Regions from separate parts of the Rattus norvegicus genome. Here region 1 is linked to region 2. A link is a contact called in public Hi-C data. All regions are on one chromosome and are shown on one strand. The core of a region is the stretch at or near the end of the contact, and the rest is flanking DNA. Distances in the headings are between cores, read along the strand shown.

Region 1 (2,720 bases), core at 122-2,621, 38 kb after region 2:
ATAATAAGTGTTTAGGGACTGTTGAGCTTGGCGCCTTTTCACACTGAGCATCAGCATAGCATTCTCTCTAAAAAGTCCAGCTCTCTCAGGCTTACTGCTGAACTCCATGGGTCACCACAGATCGCCTACCCTGTCTTTGCCTTGCTTTGTCTTGTAGATGACTTGAACTCCAGGAACCAGACTTGGCATTCTCTTTTCTTAAAGGGTTCATCTTCTCTACCCAGATTTTAAAACAAAACAATAACAACAACAACAAAAGATTCAGAATCTTAACCTTTAATGAATCCTACCCAGCACCCTGAAATCTTTTTATTCTGGTTATGGTAGCACAGGAGAATTTTCTGAAGCACCCAGCCATTTTTCTGCTTTGACTTGAATATGCCCTGCAAAGTTCACACATTAGAAACGTAATCCCTAACTAAAATGCAATTCTTCATATTCCGCATGACTGAAGGCTCAGAAAAAAAAATGTAATTCTAAGAAAGAAGGAACTCAGAACTTTTGAGATGGTCCCTAAAATATTTATTATGTGTTTTTGTCATTTGCTCAATATAAAAGAATGTATATTCCTGTAAATAATAATCCAGCATGGTTGTAAGTGGGAGAGGGGTCTTGGTTTTGCTTTGGTTTCACTGGAAGATGGAGCCCAGGAACACCAAACAAGCACTCTCTCATGATTCCCCAAGGCCACCTCACAGTCCATAGCACTCAAATGGTCAGATACACTCAGCTTCACACAACTGGCTATGACTATGGTTTGTAGGATACTACACAAACACAACTCCAGCTCTAAGCTGTTTGCTATCACTTGAACGGATGCCAGAGATGCTTTGCCTAAAGAACACTTTCTAAACCTCCAGTTGTTAAACTTTGAAAAGAAAGCCTTTTCTTTATACTGCCTTCCTCCCCTGTAATATAGGACTGTCTCATGTGCATTCCCATCCCCCTGTGTGAGGGACCAAAGCAGATTGACCAGTGATGATTCAAGAGAAAGAAATCCTCCAAGGACTGAGTCTGAGTAAGGAAAATTGGACCTGTGAGATGGCTCAGTAGGGAAAGGTGATTGCATGTCAAACTTGACTCACTAGAGTTTCATGTCCAGAATCCATGTAAGGTGGATAAAGAGAACTGACTCCATGAACTTGTCTTCCGACCTTCATGTGCCATAGTACAAAAGCATGCACATACTTTCTACACACACACACACACACACACACACACACACACACACACACACACACACACACACACACACACACAGCAATAATAATAAGGGAGATTGTGAGGATTAGAGAGTTCTAATAAAAGCAGGAAGCACAGCCCTGGTGTTCAAGATGGGCAAGGCCAGGGTGGGGGCGTGGGTGGTGGTTATATAGTCCTTCCACTAGGTGGCGCTGTGAACTATCTTGAGTTCAAATCATTGTATTTCTCTCACAAAAGGATTTATCTTCTCTCCTCTCCTCTCTTCCTCCTTCTCTCTGTCTCAGCCCATATCATGTAATCCAGTCTAATAAATCTCCTTTATTGACACACAGACACACACGCACGCTAACATTATGGTTCTTCTATAGACCCCTGCTTAATAACACCCAGTTGTCTGACTTTTAACATGACAAGCTCGCAAAACTTAATTCAGATCATGTTAAGGGGGGTTGGGGTTGAATCAGCTCTGAAATTGCACTTGAGCTGCCATAGAAACGGCCTCTAAGGCCCTATACAATACAAATTCCCACTGTTGCCTGAGAGATAACATTTTAGATATATTGAATTAAATAAAAAAATATTCAACTAGAGGTGTGACTGAATGGAGACAAATTTCAAACTAAGTTAATTGATTATGTTTTTTCTTCAAGTTGACAACCCAAAACCTTAGTAGTGCCTTCTAGTTCCAATAGACCTAAAGTAAAACTACCATATATTTCACATCTGTTGTTTCTTGGAAAGTGACTTGAGTCAATCTTTGACACAAGTAATGACCTGGTTCTAATAAAAAGGAAACTACTCATACCTTCTGGCAGACTACGCCTCTCCCAGAGGTCTCCTAAAGAGCTGTGTACAAGCTCGGTGTAGCACACTCCTCTGGGCAGCCAAGAGCTAGCTGACCCTATCAAAAGAGAGGAAGGTGTGAGAGAGATGGGGGGGGGGGTAGGAGAGAGAAAGGTTCCACTGCAGGGTAGAGAGCTGGTGTTTCTGAACAAGCACAAAATAGACACAGAACTGCATCCTTTTAGACATGGGTGAGTTCAAGCCGTAAAGCAAGCCTAGAAACCAACAGTTACCATCCTTCTCATACTTGAGGTGCAGAGTTGAAATGTCAGTGAAGCACATGACTAGAGAAGGAAGAGCTGGGACTTAAACCTGGGCAACATCACCATGGCACACAATCGCAGGTGCTGCACAGAACTGTTTGAAAATGGCCAAAATGGAATAGCCTGTGTATTTACCCCCAGTGTGCTGTTTTGAAGGCTTTCTCTGAGTCTTTGTCTGTCTGTCTGTCTGTCTTTCTCTCTTCCCTCATCCCTCTACCCCCAAATATAGGCAGCCTTCTCTTTTCCACATTCCTAGCACTATGATTTTAAGCCTTTTCTTAAACCTTGAGCCAAAATAAACAATTCCTTCCTTTAGGTCTTTCAGGTGTGTGGGTCAGAACTTCTGAAAGCTACCTAACTTGGCATTTTATGTTTTTTTACAAGTATTGTCTCCCATTTTATAACTCCACT
Region 2 (2,700 bases), core at 67-2,566:
TGGTGCTAGACCAAGGATTCTGTTTTAAGTTGGAAAATGACTGGGTCTGTGCCCACATGTTTTACCTAATAAATAGGACTTTATAAAGCTCTACACATAAAAATATCTTCAGGCGGCTATAGGGTGGTCCCATCTGTGGTCTAAGCCCTATACCCAGGGCTTCATCTCAAGTGTCACAGCTCTGCAAATTCAAAGCAAGTATCTGAGGTATGGAGGTGTGTTGTGGTTTGCCTTGGAGTTCTCTCTGTTTTGATGCTGATTCTGCTCCCCCAAGGATGGCTGCCTAGTCACGTACTCAGGACTCAGGTGACCTTATCAGGGGCTCCCACTGAATTTGTAAAATAAAGGCAAGAGCTCGAGATTTGGGCAGGGGGAGGAGTCGGGAGCGAGATGGGAGGAGTCAAGAGGAGGGGGGGAAAAAAAGGAGAAATCGAAGAGAGGAGTTGTGGGAGAAGGAGAAGCTGGAGACCTGGCAAATAGAAGGTGCAAGTGATGAGGGATTTGGGAGCAAGGAATAGGACAGTGTAGGGTAGATCTGCCCAATCTAGACGCTAGATTGTTTTCATATTAATCGAGTTGCGTTTTCTTTGTACGGGCCGATTCGGGTTAGAGAGGATACTACAACAGAGGTGCCTTGAGCTAGAAATACATTTTGGAGTCAGTATGCAGAAGCAAGCATTCTACCTTATTTCTCCCCAAAACCAGGTCACAGGATGTTTGGCTTGGGAAAGACAAAACACTGAGGAAATACCTTCCCATTTATAAAATAAGAGTTACTGACAGAAAGGAAAAATGTGCAGAACTGATTGGGTGAGATGACCCAGTGGATAAAAGTACTCGCCATGCAAGCTTGGGGGTCTGTGTTCGACGATCCCCTTCTGGAGAGAACCTTCGTCAGAAAATTATCCTTGACATGCCCAGACACGAGCTGCAGCACATGCACCCCACCACTCCTAATCATGCAATCATGCACACAAGAATGAATGAATGAATGAATGAATGAATGAATGAATGAATGAATGATAGTATCCTTTGGTTGAACTACAAGGCCTAGACCTTGCTAGACTGTTGTTTTCTAGAATGCTCCGGAGCACGAAGAAAAGATAAACCAGGGTCTCACCATCACCTTGCGGCTTGGGGACAGCCAGGCTAGCCAGAGGTGGCCAGGAACCACGTGGACCTGATTCATTCAGCCCAGAGGGAGCCCAGCGGGCGTCCAGAGGCTAACCCAGCTTGTGGTGCCAATCATTTGGTAGACCCCGCCCCACGCAGGCCCGTTTCCCCACCCTCCCCAGCGCGCGCGCTCTCGCCCCCTACGTGCGCGCGCCGGCGCGAGTTGTGACGTGACGTTGGCGGGCGCGCGCAGCGTGACTCCCGAAGGAGCCGAACCTCCGCAAAGCTGGTGGCCGGGATGCGGTGCGCTATTGGCCGCCCGCTCCCCCGGAGCCGCGGCCCGCCCAGCAGGTGAGGCCGGGGTCCGGAGGGGTGAGGGCAGCGGGAGGCCACGGCCCTGTCCAACCGACTCCCTCGCCATATCCGGGCGCCCCGCCGCACCCCCGTGACCCCGGTGACAGGTGCTTGTCCCCGACACCTTGCCGGGTCCCGGGAGCGCCCTGACCCCATGGCGAGTGTGGGCTGAGGGAGAAGGACTATTGATCCCGGGGCTGGATGGCCTCTGCCTGCCTCCCGAAATCTGACGACGACGCATGTAGCATCACGTATTTGCTTTGCTCTGCGCTTTGGGGAAGTTTCCTGTTAGAATCCCCCGTGGAAAAAATGTGGCGGAACGGGAGATCAGCGATGGTGCACGGTTGTCTTTCTCAACTTGAGTCATGCGTAGACTCTTTTTAAAGGGACAAGTCTCCCATTCTCAGGAATATAACTCCAGAACCTGCAGGGCGCCTCAGACCCCAGCTAGGTGAACACAGGTGCTGAGACCATTTGTCACCAGGAAACAAAAGAGATGATGCTACTCTCTGTTGATGTTTGTTATAATTCAAGACCTGCATGTTACATAGTAAACTAGAGGTCAGTAACAATCCTTAATTAGACACTTAGTTAACGTTAGGTTGAAGGCTTTATAAAGCTTTTGTGAGAGGAAACTACCTACACTTCCATCCTCAGAGGAGCCTAAGATCTGTGTCATATTATGTTTAAGTTGTCTGTTATCTGGTTTGTTAATTGTTTGACATAGTTACAGAACTATGCTTATTTTCTGTGAGTAGCTATTTTTTTTTTTTGCTTATCTTAATGTTGATTTAACATCTGTTTTAAAATTTATTATTATTGCATTGTGGGAGTGGATGATGGGGAGCGGGGCATGTACACATGCCTGCCCCCCATGACTGGAGTTTACAGAATAACTTTTTCTGAGGTTCCAGGAAATGAATTTAAATAGTTATGCTTGCAGGTTGAGTGCTTTGGCCTGCTGAGCTATCCTGCTGGCCCCCACCACTTGTTTTTGCTGCTCATTGAATTTATGGCTTGCATTCTTTTAGCTCTATCAGGAAGTGTGTGATATGAGACTTTGAGTCAAACATGAGAATTGGTCTAAGGGGTCTTCCCCCCAGTATGTGTTCAGTTTGTTTATACGAGGCTGCCTGTGGATCGTGAGATTTGAAGTGCAGGAAGACATTAGAAAGTGTAACAAGTTAAATCTAGATTTAAAAAGTATTACCCAGGGCCCTGAAGGGTGTGTGA

Evidence for each region. A called contact is a pair of places that touch in the nucleus more often than the background predicts.
Region 1: a contact with region 2 is called in a Hi-C map of the A7r5 cell line, with 2.3 times the contacts expected there. The contact joins the enhancer-like site here to the promoter of Entpd4 in region 2. A contact is called at or near these places in 3 of 12 Hi-C or Micro-C datasets (the A7r5 cell line, the Rat2 cell line and hepatocytes).

The regions. Positions count from the first base shown.
Region 1 is chr15:51,077,015-51,079,734 of GRCr8, forward strand. No RefSeq gene overlaps it. Among named protein-coding and RNA genes, the nearest start is that of Loxl2, 15 kb to the right of the region's middle. Within about 2 kb of position 1,372, at least 1 of the 93 cell types and tissues checked has an H3K27ac peak or open chromatin away from gene starts, as enhancers often do. A contact at or near this core is called in the A7r5 cell line, where this site is marked.
Region 2 is chr15:51,039,358-51,042,057 of GRCr8, forward strand. Entpd4 (ectonucleoside triphosphate diphosphohydrolase 4) reads left to right here and starts at 1,317. Exons shown (of 13, transcript NM_001401664.1): 1 at 1,317-1,464.